Regions from separate parts of the Rattus norvegicus genome. Here region 1 is linked to region 2. The links are chromatin contacts, called in public Hi-C maps. All regions are on one chromosome and are shown on one strand. The core of a region is the stretch at or near the end of the contact, and the rest is flanking DNA. Distances in the headings are between cores, read along the strand shown.

Evidence for each region. A called contact is a pair of places that touch in the nucleus more often than the background predicts.
Region 1: a contact with region 2 is called in a Hi-C map of Schwann cells, with 2.9 times the contacts expected there. The contact joins the enhancer-like site here to the promoter of Prim2 in region 2. A contact is called at or near these places in 2 of 12 Hi-C or Micro-C datasets (Schwann cells and mammary epithelial cells).

Annotation. Positions count from the first base shown.
Region 1 is chr9:43,618,372-43,625,338 of GRCr8, reverse strand. The region is part of intron 1 of Bend6 (BEN domain containing 6); the gene reads left to right. Among named protein-coding and RNA genes, the nearest start is that of Bend6, 9.3 kb to the left of the region's middle. Within about 2 kb of position 1,253, at least 9 of the 93 cell types and tissues checked have an H3K27ac peak or open chromatin away from gene starts, as enhancers often do. A contact at or near this core is called in Schwann cells, where this site is marked.
Region 2 is chr9:43,385,396-43,392,997 of GRCr8, reverse strand. It overlaps Prim2 (DNA primase subunit 2), which reads left to right and starts at 1,520. Exons shown (of 14, transcript NM_001399184.1): 1 at 1,520-1,612; 2 at 2,355-2,517; 3 at 4,162-4,265; 4 at 7,339-7,418. The coding sequence starts at 2,364.

The sequences.
Region 1 (6,967 bases), core at 4-2,503, 230 kb before region 2:
AGGAGTACTATATATGGGTGGGTTTAGTTAAAGGAAAGGGAAGAGGAAATGATGTAATTATATTAGAATCTCAAAAATAAAAGAAAAAAAGGAAAAGATCTGAGGGCCAGCAAGATGGCTCAGCAGGTAAAGAGCTTGCCCATGGGACCCGAATTCAGACCTCAAAAGCGACATAAGGTTGAAGGTGAGCAGGTCTCCACACCTTTTAACCTCTGACTCCATGAACTATATGCCCTGTGTGCACCTCCATACATACCCACTATGCACACACAACAATACAATAATAAAAGGATACAGGGGTTTGGAGAGATGGCTCAGCATTTGAGAGCACAGACTGCTCTTGTAGGGAGCAGAGTTAAGTTCCTAGCACCGTGTCCGATGGCTCACAACCACCTGTAACCTTAGCTCCAGGGAAGATCAGCTGCCTCTGGTTTCCATGAGCCCCTGGACTCGTGTTCATAGAGAAACACAAATATACCCATAATTTAGAAACAAAATCTTTTTAAAAACCAAAAGATAATGTGGGGATACCTTGGAGTATAGTCAAGACTTGCAAATTACCCTGCTGATACTGATACAAGAAAAATACATTCAAGTATTGTCTCCTTGAAAACAAACAAAAAGTATGTAAGAATTTCTCTCTCCAGCAGTAAATCGTTCACAAATCCCATTGGACAAGTAGCATACTTGGTCTTAGATGAAGTGTTACACAAGCTTACAGTGAAAGGTGAAGAAGCTACATCATTTGGAAGAATCTAATCTGGATAGTGTAATCTTGGCTATCCGGTGATCTCCAGTCACTAAAATCAGGTCCAATGACTCACTTTCAATGTGTGAGTTTGGAAAGGGAAAACAGTTGTCACCTTCAGCAATATCAAATGCTATTTTCCACAAATATGTACTCAAGAGAATTTCATATGTGTGTTACCATAATAAAAGCATTTACAATAATATAAAAGCATCATTGTAAGAGAAAATGTTTCCAATTGAATCACTTCAGATTGTACTTTTAACAGCTTTAAGACCCATAATGCTACTACATAGGGGAAACTGTGTTTAAACTTACAAAAAACAAGTGTCCAAGATTTGGTAGCTTAAGAACATCAGAATGCTGGAACTACGCTATAATGTTCACAGTCTTGAGGAAGTAATTATTATCCACAGGCAACAAGAACTCATTTATATAGCTTTCACGTGGCGCATAGGATTGAGTCATGCAGCAAAATACTGAGTCATTTGGCCAGAAAATTCACTCACAGTTGTAGGAACGGCTGGTGGGAACTTTAAGAGCTTCTTACAAATCAAATCATGAAGCTTTTAAGAGTCATAAATCATAGAGTCCGTTATTATTCAGTTGATGTAAAAAATACTCCTTCCATTTCTAAGAATGTACAATTTAAAAGAGAACTTGAAAACTGAAAGTATTTCCCAGGTTCAAGATGAAGTTTGTCATATGATTCCTAGTATCCCAACATTTTTTTTCTTTCTTTTCCTTCTTTCTTTCTCTTTCTTTCTTTCTTTCACTCATTCATTCATTCATTCATTCATTCGTTTGGCTTGTTGGTTGGTTGTTTGGCTGGTTTGAGGCAGGGTCTCACTGTGTAACCCTATCTAGACTGGAACACACTACATAGACCAAGCTGGCCTTGAAGTCACATATAGATCCACTTGCCTCTGCCTCCCCAGTGCTGGGATTAAAGTTATGTACCACCACACCTGGCTCTGACATTATTAACTAAATAAAAAAGATGGGGCTGGGGATTTAGCTCAGTGGTAGAGCGCTTACCTAGGAAGCGCAAGGCCCTGGGTTCGGTCCCCAGCTCCGAAAAAAAGAACCAAAAAAAAAAAAAAAAAAAAAGATGAAAGAAAAAGTAAGATTTAATAATTGCATAATAGGGGAGGGGAACACCCGTAGAGAAGGGGAGGGGGAGGGGGTGGGGGGGATGTTGGCCCGGAAACCGTGAAGGGGAATAACAATTGAAATGTAAATAAGAAATACTCAAGTTAATAAAGATGAAAAAATAATAAAAAAATTGCATAATAAATTTATAGATGAATAAAATATTGATTACTAATCATGAATTTAATGTCTTCCTGATAATAAAGCTACAGCCACCTTGAAGAGATTATTCCTATTCTGAAATTTTTAGAGCTTTTGCATTAATTTTAAAAATTTGTTTTCTGCATTAAGTATTTTTATGCTTTTGCATCAATTCATTTATTGCCTGGAAGAATGGCATCGCTTAAAAGAAATATTGCGTACCAAGAAAGCTGCATGAGTAACTGGTAATTATGGAAAATTATTGAAATTATTGAAATGACATAGTTTTGGCGGTTCTGAAATTATCCTCATGTAAGAATATCCTCGGGGCAGAAAGGAAACGTCATTAAAATGTCTGTGCAGTCCCAGATACTTTGTGGAGTAGGATAGGGAAGCAAGCAGCCAACTACTGATTTAGAATACAGGAGAGTTTACATTTCAAAACCTGGGCCTTGGCCGCTCTCTGATAGCTCTACTGTAGGAGAGCTCAGCCTGCAATCCACAGGGGAGTTTCTGGGGATCTGATTTTATGGGGGAGGGGGAGCTCTCGTCTCCACCTACTCAGGATGTTCAGAGACAGAACGCCATGGCTTGAACGTTTGTCCTTCTGAAGTGTGTGTTGAAAGTTGACTGCTGTTATGTAGCATTGGGAGGTAAAATCTGAGTAGAACCTTAGTGGAGGCTTATGTGAGGGCAGTGCCCCTCCCTGTCTTTCATTTTTTCTTTTTTTCGGAGCTGGGGACCGAACCCAGAGCAAGTGCTCTACCACTGAGCTAAATCCCCAACCCCGCCCTGTCTTAAAAGTGGGTTATAAAAGGGCAAGGGCAGCTTCTTCCTCCTCTCTCTCTTCTTCTACCATGAGATGAGGCAGCCAGAGAGCTCTTACCACATGCTGACACTTCTCAGACTACAGGAATCTCAGTGTGTGTACATCACACACACCACGTATACATAAAACATACACACACACACACACACACACACACACACACACACACCTACCAACTAGTAGATGTTTTTGCAAAATTCCCTGGCCATGATGAGATAAGAATCTACATAAATATATGTATGCATATGTATGCACACACAAAATTTACAGTACTGGGAATTGAACCCAGGGCCATACAAAGGTTGGGTGAACACATAACCACTGAGCTATGGCTGTGCCCGAAGCCTTTACAGCTCTTCACTGTAAAGAGCGAAGCTTGTGCTTTTCTGCCGCAGCCCCACGGAATGTCGTCTCTTGAGATGCTGCTTGGGCATCTCTGTGGACCTCGGCCCTTGCTCTCTAGACATCCTATCATATGCCCTAGACATCAGTCCCCAGCATCACCACATACTGTCACAGACTCTGTCATGAGACTTTTTTTTTTTTCAGAGCTGGGGACCGAACCCAGGGCCTTGCGCTTGCTAGGCAAGTGCTCTACCACTGAGCTAAATCCCCAACCCTGTTATGAGACTTTTTATTTCATTATGTGATGGTCACACTCCAGCCTTTCAGGTCCAGTATCCAGAGGAACCCTTTTTTCTCTGTCTTACAAGTTCCGTTTCCTCCAAGTTCCCTTCCGCCTGTCTAACTGGGAAAGAGTGGGCACGGTATTCTCCCCGGCAGTAAGTGTAGAGTGGCCACAACGCTCATGCATCCCACACAGAAACAGACTTTGACTCATTGTCCCCTGAGAACCTTGTGACTCCTGCAGGGAAGCAATTAGGATCTCAGACTTCCTGTTGACCCATTGCCTGGTAAGCTAGTCTCAGTCTCTGAGCTGAAGCACGGTGAATGGAGCACTCTTGCAATCCCGCCTAACTCAAATGGTAGAAGCAGGAAGATTGCAAGTTTCAGGCCAATGTGGCGTTTGAGATGTGACGGCCAGCCCTACTTGTCAAGTTCAGTAAATTTGGAGTTGCCCGGAAGACACATCTTGGTGCATTTGACAAGGTGTTTCCAAAGAGGTTTAAGGGAGAAGAGAGGTCTGAATCCAGATGGCAACAACCGTGTATGGATGTAGGACTGGATGAATAAGGAAAACCGAGGTCAGATGAATGCCAGCATTTGTCCCATTTTCCAACCTCACCCTCTCACCGGGTGTCTTCCCCACCAGAATGGACTGCATTTTCTCAAACTGAGCCAAAAAAAAAAAAAAAAAAAAAAAAAAGCTGCTTCCTGTGTCGAACTTTTTAGATACTTTGTTACAACTAGTACAAGAGACCTGCCTAAAATAAACCTAAAATAAAATAAATAAAAATAAATTAGTATTAGTGCCTGGATTACTCTCCAGCAGCATCCTGGAGGTTGGCTGGCAGAGGCATGGGAGAGCAAGTTCCCGCCTCCCTCCTTCGGTGCTGAGTGGCTGGCTACCTTGACACAGACAGCTTGACTATTTGTGACCATCGTAAACGCTTTTGTTCTATGTGCTTTCTGCTTATGCTACTACTTGATGCCTCACATGCATTTATTTATCCTGTCCTCTCAGCAACCCGGGATATACATACGCTTATCTTACTCAATTCCCATCACTTGGGAAAGTCCAGACTAACACACACTCACACACACACAAACACCCACACACAGACACCCTACCCCACCTCCGCCATAATACTAAAGCACTCTGGGAAGAACCAGGCAGAGCCATTTTGGAAAACAACTGCTAGTTATCCTTCATTTAAAAAAAAATAGCACTAGGGGGTTGGGGATTTAGCTCAGTGGTAGAGCGCTTGCCTAGGAAGCGCAAGGCCCTGGGTTCGGTCCCCAGCTCCGAAAAAAAAAAAAAAAAAAGAACCAAAAAAAAAAAATAGCACTGATAATTTCCTACTTAGAGGAAGTTTCGTTTTATATCCTAAGCATCGTAGGCACTGAGATTAACCAGGGTTGCTTCTGGAAGTCCTCTTCTGCCTCCTCTGTTGTAAAGATTCCCTACTACTCCTACATATTTAATCCAGCCTGACAGGAGAAGAAATCTGGTCCTATTCCCTCCAGCTAATAATTAAAACTGTATAATATTAATATAACTAAGATGTCAACCAGACGCGGTACTGTTATTGTCTCCGCCCTACAGATGGATGGCAGGCACAGCGTGGCTACAGTACAGTGGATCCTGGAGCCAGGGCTCTTGATCCAAGCGGTTTGGTGTTAGAGCTGCTATCTGTGACCCTGTGTGCAGCCCTGCTTCATCCTCAAGTGTGTCTGCATGAGGTTTAGGCGGAAAGATGAACTCACATGAACTTTGACGCTACATTAAAAGGGGGAAGTTTCTATATTAGACCTGGCAGCCTTGGACTCTCTGGAACCCCGAGGTTAGGTTGTTTGCTTTGGACTCACCGTCCCATCTGTTGGCCTTCCTTGCTTTTGTGTGGCTGGAATTAGATGCATCCACCTCTTCTCCTTTGGCTTCTTTTGGTCAGTCATCTCTAAGGAGGACAAAGAACACTAAACCCCGAGGAGGCCCAAGTGTCCCCTGCAAACAACATATTATTTACATACAACCTACACACATCCTCCCATGAACTTCAAATCTGCTCTTGATTATTTACATTGCATAGCAAATATGATTCTTTCCTGTCTTTATTTCCTAAACATATGACAGTCAGACTGATGGTTGTTTTGGTCGTTTTGGGTTTTGTTGTTGGGTTTGTTTTGTTTTTTTGGGGTGGTGGTTTTTTGTTTTGTTTTGGTTTCTTTATTTGTTTTGTTACAAATTTTATTCCTAAGTAGGAAATAAAGGCCAGAGAAACCTCTATCTACAAGTATTCAGTCAAGACGCAAGCTTTCCCAGACGTCTTCTAGCCGCGTGCTCAGTTGAGTGAGAAACGTGGGTACAGGAAAGCAACCGTTCTCTCATTTTCCACTTGTAACTCAGACTCGTCTGGTTCTGGTTGTGACAAGCTGTAGCAGCATCTCCAGAACTCCTGTCAGAAAGAAGTGTGCCCCCTGACATTCTCTCCACTTTTACTATTCTGAGGAATGTATTGAGAATACTCAGCTCATAAATATACATATGGATATATCTTTTGTGAGTCTATTTTTCTTAATGACAGACACATAGGAGGCAGGGAAATAACTTGTTAAAAATGTAATATGTAACTGGTCATTTTACATGGTGTTTTAATTGTAATGTTGCCTCAAAGGCGGCATGAATATTAGGATAAGAAGAGGAATTATTGGTAGTGGAAGACCACTTAAAATGATTTATTAAGCAATTATCTGAAATACATGTTTAGACCTAAAATATGAAAGTGTAGAAAGCACAAAAAATAATGGAGACTTGGTCATTGGGAACCAGTTATTTCATTAATATATGTCATCCATACAGGACAGCAATTTCAAAGATAACTAGTTTGTCCTTTCATGTTTCACTTGATTAGATAAATTAACGTTTAAGAGTTGAATTACGCCTTGTTTTTATGCATCAGCATTGATTCTGGCATCAAAATTATTACATTAGTGAATTAAAAATTGATTTAAAAGTCATTAAAGTTGTAGAATACACTTACTTTAAGCAAAAAAAAATGGTCATACTTTACTCTGAACTTTCAGGTTGAATAGAATGTTCTACATATTGAAAAAAAATACATATTAAGTAGAGGTCGTGTGTCCTGGACATGCATTTGAAATAGAGCCTGTGGTTGAATTTGCTCTTCAAGTCCACGTCTACGCTGTTGATGAACGGGCGGGTCCACCACCTAAGTATTAGGCGGCGAACAATAACAAGAATAACCGAGGATAAAGCCACTACGAAGTCTGATATTTCTTAGAAAGCATTTTGGAGGTCCTGAAACCACAGAAAACTTTACTCAGATTTTTTTTTCTGAGTTGCTTGTCCAACCTTTCCAGTGGTTTCACCTCTAGGTGCTGAGTGTTTGTTCACAACTGTTAGAGATGCCCCTTATGACACGGTTAGGAGCACCGTCCACTGTCGGCAGCCTCTG
Region 2 (7,602 bases), core at 271-2,770:
AGCCTAGTCTACATAGTGAGACCCTGTCTCACAATTGGAGTGTAGAAAAAATAATGGCACCATATGGGGATCATGAAGCCTGGGGGTGGGACTTCAAGTGAACGACATACGTGGCAATGGTGAGCTCTTTTATTGTGAGATATTTGCCAATTTTGCAAGAAAAATCCTCATCGCTGATGATAATAAACGCTTTCATACTTTATGAGCTAATTTTTCAGTTTTTGTTAACATTTTTTCTAATAAACTCATACTTTTAACTCTTGACGGTATTAACCATCAAGACAATAAATCTTTTCTTACTGCAAAATAATTCTGTGAACTTTTTTAGATGCACAATTTTATGTTTTTATATAGTCAGATTATTTAGTTTTTTCTTGTATTCTTTGTGATTTCACTTAAATTTCCATGGTGTCCTCAGACTACTCATGGCTATGCCTCCTGTGCTTCAGTTTGTTTTTCCCTAAAAGCAGTTCATGTTTTAGGAGTTTCTTTGGATTTGGTGATAATTGTGTATAGGCCACTGGGTTGGGGGGTGGAGTGTGTACCTTACTGTCATAAGAATGAAATCAGGACAGTGATACAGTTGGCAGAGTGGAGCCCCATGATAGTCACTTTTGGAAGTCACTGTACTTTTATGTGTAAATTGGGGCTAATACTAGAGCCTGCTTTGCCTGGCTTGAGAATAAAAATTGACAGATAAGCAGGTTCAAGGGACAGCCATCAGTTTAGTCTATCTTAGGTGGGTAATTAAAATTACTAGAATATACTATGCATATCTAAATCTGAACACCCATCTGGCCTCCCTGTGGTCCCGGAGCGTTCCTGTTAAGTCCTGCAAGTTCCTCCGTTCCCCTGAGTCTATGCTCGACTCTGAAGTTCCCTGGCGAGCATCTCGCGTGGATGCGCAAACTGAAGTCATTCCTGCAGCTCCTTTTTCGTCAGGAAGATGAAAGCTGCGATGCTAATAGAACGAGGGGGCAGTCATTGTGTCAGAGGCAAAGCGGACACGGCCAGCTCCTCTCCACCTGGAACCAGAGCGGCGAGGCCAATAAAGCGAGCCCCTATAAAGCGCCCCAAACCTCCGGAGCCTGTTACCCTGATTCTTGCTGCAGCGTGGGAATGTTTGCCGTTTGCACGGCAGCCCCGAACCCAAAGGCGTCTTCGCGCACCGAGGGCAGCTTACATTTTGGAATACAAAACAACAAAATCCCCACCATTTGGATTCAAGATGTTTTTTGGCGGGGCGTTGTGGCTCCGCCTAAACCCAGCATTTGCGGGAGGCTGAAGCAGGAGGCTCGCCACGAATTCTAAATTAGCCTGGGCTTCAGTGCGAGACACGGTCTCAAAAAGAGCCCACATCCGCAAACGAAACAGCAACAAAAAACAAAACCAGCATCAGAAAGCCTATCGGCTTGCAAAATGCACAAGACAAGCGGTACCTTCGGTCGCGCTCGCGCCGCACCGCGGTGGGCTGGATGCCCGGGGGTGGGACCTTAGCGCCTCACTTCCGCTTCCGGCCCCAAATGAACTCTCCCGCCACAGGGAAAGAGCGGCTGTCAGCGCGGGTGTTTCGTCCAGTTTGGTTGCTGGCTGGTTAAAGAATATCCTGCGGGTTTGTTTGGAGCGGAGAGAAACTGTGGGGTTGGAAGCTTGCGAGTTGACTTGGTGGGACCGAGTGGCAGGTGGTGTCGGGTGGGTGGGAGGCTCTGGGTGGGGAGGGGGTCGGGGCGGCCCCGGAAGGCGCTGGGGCCGCGAGGGAAGTTGAGGAGTTTTGGAATGTTCTGGAAAGGTTGAATTCCAGAGTTATAACAAAGGGAAGTAAGTCTCTTATCCTGGTAGAATCTACTTTTCTTTCCCTTGATTTCAGGAATTTAACATTTCCCCCTCCCCCATTCCCAAACCTCATCTTGGGTTCGCAGACGTAGGCAACATCACTTGATGATCACTCTCTGGCTTAGGAGGGCCACCATCTGCATATTTCCCAGTTTGAGCCCTCCCCTCACTCGCCCCGCCCCGTTATTACAGACGTATGTAGAAAATCTAGACAACTCAGAAGTGCATCGCCTAGGTGTAATCACTTTAAAACAGTCTGCGTGTGCCTTCAGTACACATCTACTTTATCGTGTCAGCCCTTTTCCGTCGTTTTAACACACACACAAACACACACACACACACACGCTGCATTGCCTCCTAAGCACTATATATTGCAGTGTATAATATATAGTATGATATATAACTTATAATATTTATCATATATATAACATAATTATGATATATAACTTACAATATTTATCACATATATAATATGTATAATATATATAATTATATATAATTTATTTCACTACTTTCTAAAGGTGGTCAAGATGCAGTTCTCAGGAAGGACCCGGAAGAAGCTGAGATTGGCAGGTGACCAGAGAAACGCTTGTTACCCTCACAGCCTTCAGTTCTATCTGCAGCCACCTACTGAAAACATATCATTGACAGAGTTTGAAAGCTTGGCTTTTGATAGAGTAAAATGTAAGTGGCACTGAAATCCCAATGTGTGTGTTCTCCAGGAGAAGGGCAGGTATCATTTGTGGCAGTGGACAGAGTCAGTTTGTCCTCGTTCAGCAGTCCATTCAGCAGACATTAGTGATTGGCTGTTGAAGGTTTGTCATTCATTCATTCATTCATTGTAGCATGTATATCGAGTACTACCCTTTCCGATGTCAGGGACTTTGTAATTAATAGCGCAGTTAAGCTCTATGTTGAAACTGTACCAGCTGCATGTAGATAGACACGCAGAGCAGAAATCATACATCCGATTACACTCTGCTTCCGTAGAAGTATATTAATGGCCCTAGTGAGACTAACTAGCTTAGTCTAATTAAGAAAGGTTTCCTAGAGAAGTTGAGATTTGGTCTGGTTTCTAAAGAAACAAGCAGAAAGTAGGGATTTTCCAACAGAAGCAGCGACCGGCTTTTCCAGACTGAGACAACGGTCTCTACAAAGGCTTGCATCTGTGGAAGAGAGCTACGCTTCCGGTGAGTAGTTCAGGGAGAGTGGAGAAGCATGGCCGTCTGAAGGCATATTCTACTGCGCAGGACTGAGGTGTGAGAAGGATGTAGCCACAGAACTGGAAGCCTCTTATCCTTTGTGTGTGGAGGAAGAAATGAGTGAGCTAGCCATGAAGCTAGATAAACACCAGCATTGTCAGAGTTTGTGTTCCAGAATATTCTTGTTGGAATTATCAGGGGATGGGCAAACACTGTTTGTTTCTCTTAGAGCAACAGGGTAAAAGCTGTCAGCACAGGAGGAAGCACTTATTACTCTCCAGTGTAGTGAAAGCAGGGTGGTGTAGGGGGACAGGAGGCTTAGCAGTGTCAGATGTTTCGTAGTGATTGAAATATGCCTCTTGGCTTCGTCATGTTAGGTGGAATTGTAAGGACCCCCCTCCCCCCCAACAGAGGCCATGATAGGGAAAGGCTTGAGAGATGCCAAGGAGGCGTCATGAACAGGGTTTGGTGAATGGTTGGAGGACAGGACTGAGGGAGCAGGTATGGTAAGACATGGGAAGTGCCTGCCATAGCAGGATGGTATCGGTGGGTGGAACATGGGTGTGCGCTTAGGCGGCAATGCAAAAGACTCATTTCTGGGGTTAAAGCAGCCCTCAAGGGGGTTTGTGTGAGGAAGACTTGCCCATGGCATTAGGAATCTGAGTTCCCATGGCTTCTGTTCAGGATGGCTCCTTTGAGTGACCTGGTGCCTTTCAGTGCTGTGTAGTCATCAGGAAAGGAAGCCCCCCCCCCCCCCTTCCTTTTCATCTTATTGATGTGCTCAGTCAGGGTAGCTCCAGACTGCAGAGCTTTTCTTCACACTGACACGCAGGCTTTTTCGCTTCTCAGCATTTGGTGGCTTGGTACAGCAGGGAGGATCGTCCACTATTCTCGCTCAAGGGCCTCTGCTGTTAGATTACTTTGTATCTTTTGCACATTGGTGCCGTTTATGGTCTTCCAAGCACAGTTCATGTGCTGTACCTGCAGGAAGCCATATCGTTACTATTCTCAGCTTCTAAGAACAAATAATTAGAGAATTGCTATCTGTAGGTTTTTATCTTTGATCTTTTTTTTTTTAATTGTCTTGGATTTAACGCCCCCCTCCCCCTTAATCTTTTCCCCCTAGTGCTTAAAGCAATTGAGAATCTTGGTGTGAGCTATGTGAAAGGAACCGAACAGTACCAGAGTAAACTGGAGGCTGAGATTCGAAAGCTCAAGTTTTCGTACAGGGTAAGTGACTGAAAGGCGGAGGGAGATGGATCCCTTCAGCCTGTGTGTGTTGATGTTACTGAGCGTCAGTTGTGGGCTTTTATTAGACGTGGACGTTTATAAAGGTGAGTGCAGGTTAGACTGTTTGAAAGAATACACATTCCCTGAGGTGATTGACACGTAGTTAGATGATCGTAACCCAGCAGTTTTCCTACCCTCAGGCCTGCTATACTTCTGGCCTGTTACTTGCAGGACTGTCCTGTATATTGCGCAGGGCGCTTAGTAAGACTCTGGCCTTCTACCCATGGACTGACCACAGATCACCTGTGTGTTCTGTGTCACACAGTGATGCATGCTGCTCTTTTTCCTGGTACCTCAGGACCGTATGCTGTGGCTGCCTGGCAGGGGTAGTTTAGAAGGTCGACCAGGGAGGAGGAGGTTCTGGAGTTCTGGAACTACTATTTTTTATTTACTTATCTCTTTATTTTTGTTTATTTGTTTTGCTTTGTTTTTCTGGAGGGGGTTGTTCTGCAGTCCAAGTGTTCTTAGCACTTGTGATGTAGCCCAGGCTGGCCCTGAACTGTTCGCCAGCCCCTAGAGTGTTGAAGTAGCCCTGCACAGCGCCACATCTGGCTTGGAACTGCATCGTGACAGAGGCCATGGCATTTTTATTTTGCAGGGGGGCATGGGGGGGTGGGGGGTAATTGTCAGCAGCAGGCTGATTGGGTCACCTTGGACAGGAGAGAACAGGAGCCTGGAGTGATGAAAGTCTGAATTTATGAGCAATGGGGACGGTTGAACGGACATGAATGTAGACTGAAAGGATTTTGGTGACTTATCCCAAGGGGAAACCAGAGAGAATAGTTACAGTGCCCAAGTCTCTGCTTAGGACAGTATATCAGTTCATTAAGTACCTGATAGATGTAATGGAAGAGGTTTTACCTGTGGCTTTAGAGGTCATACTTCACCATAGCAGTCAAGGCATGGCAGACTTCGTAATGGTGGGAGTGTGTAGTTGGGGTTCCTCACCCTCATTTGGCAGACAGCAGGCAGAGGACACATCCACAACCAGAAGCATTGTGTAACAGTCAGAGGTCTGCCCCTGGTGACCTACTGCAGACTGTGTCTAGGAAGTGATATTTTAGGGTGTGGCTTACAGTAAGAGAAGCTAGTCCCAGGACCAAGAAGCTGAGTGTTGTTCTAGACATGACTTGGACACTTCTGTGACAGTATCTCGTGAATGCCTGCCTATGCAAGTCTGGACTTGGGAGGCATGTTTAGGGGGAGAGGAGGCTTCCAAGAAGGTTAGCATCAACAAGATTTAAGTGTGAGAGCACTGGGGGAAATAATTAGAGACGGAATGGGGGACAGGTGGAGGAGAAGACCAGTTTCTAAGGTGAGCGGGTTGGACCCATCTGGGAAGGAGCTTTGTGAGAACCAGGAGATGAACTGGGATGCCCCAGAAGCCAAAAGAATAATAGTGGTCACCTTAATACTGACAACAAAACAGCATCCGAGATTTGTAGGATGCTTATTTTGTGGTAATCTGGCTACATTATTACATATGTACTCTAATGTAGTTTGTCTTATGAGCCATGTTCCAGTACCGTCTCATTTTATGAATGAGGACTCTGTTTTCTTGTACTTCATGCTCATAATATGGTAAATGGTAGAGCCAAGATTTTAACCGGGGCATTCTATTTTGTGATGCTAATTTTAATCCCAACAGTTTCAGAAACTCAAGGTAGATGATGTAAGATGAGTTGTACAGTGTGCAGTGGATTTAGCATCTGAATGACCCTTGCAGACAGGGTAGAAACCAGAATAGTGGTAGTGGTTGGGGGAGAGAGTGGAGAGCTGGACCTGGATATACTCTTGTTAGATGTTTAGCAAAATATTACAGGGGAGAGACAGGACAGAATAGATACATGTACACTCACTGTTATACATGATGATGCACATGTCTGTTGGTTTTTGTGCGAGTGATGTATGCATGTGTGCAGGTATGCTCACCCTTGTCGGATTGACCAGTTGGCCAGAGATTGACACTAGGATGCCTTCCACAGTCATTTTCCCTCTGAGGGCCGTCAGAGGCAACAGCCAATGGGTTGGAGGTTTTAGTTATTGGACAGTGACAGAGAGATGCTGTGTCCATGGAGATGGGAGGGAAGGCAGCAAGCCATGTGGATACACAATCTCAATGCCTTTGGGGAAAGTGCCACAACAGGGGCCCCAGGGCAGCTGGTGAAGACTGAAGCTGCCTTGTAAGAAGCGAGGATGGAGATGTTTATGTATCCATCCCAGCATCGCGGCTTATATATAGCTTTTGTGCTCTTGTTTGAATATGGACCACCTCCCACAGACTTGAGTGTTAAAACGCTTGGTCCTCAGCTTGGTGTATTTGAAGGGAGATGGAATCTTTAGGACGTGAGGGTGCGGCCCAGTGGGAGGATTTTGGTCACTGGGGCATCCGTTGACTGGCACAGTGACACCCTGGTCTCCTACATCCTTGGCTACTTCCTGTCTCTCCTATGCAGTGAGCAGCCCAGCTTCCCCTTGTGCTCTTCCCAGGTTGTTCTGGGCCCCAAAGTGGCAGAATAAATGACAGTGCTAAAATTCTCAAATCTGTGAGCTGAGAATGAACTTTTATCCTTTTAAATGGCTTATCGCTCCTATGTTGTAAGAGTAACTGAAAGCTAACTGTTATTATTATGTATATATTTACATGCATATGTATTCTTTTATATTATGTATAATATGTTATACACATTATAACATGTATAAATACAGATTTTTGTCCCTACCTAGAACAGTCGCAGTGAAAGGCATCGAGGGTTGTAGGACTGATTGAGAGGGCGAACATCCTGGGTGTAGGAAAGTTAGAAGCAGAGACTGATGGCAGGCAGGAGTCGGCCCTGTCAGGAGCTTTCAGTGAGGTAGTGTAGTTCTCACTTTCACCTGGCTGTGGTTGAGACCACGATAATTATCACCTATCCCCGAGAGCACATTACGGAATGAATGTGTCGAGTCAGTGTCTCTTTACATCTCTGGTCATTCTAATGCATTCATTGGTTTGCGCGGCCTTATTTTCAAGGAGAACCTGGAGGATGAGTACGAGCCTCGGAGGAGGGACCACATCTCCCACTTCATCCTGCGCCTCGCTTACTGCCAGTCGTGAGTATGCACCTGCACCCTGACTGACGCTGCTTTGACCTCACGGGTTACAGACTTGTGCTTACCTGTTTCTGAAATGACCGTAGAAAAACTCAGAATAACATCGGTGAAAACAGCATGCCATAGGCTGAATATGGTTGCGCATTCTTTGAATTAAGTTGTTTTACTGGAAAATACTGAAAAT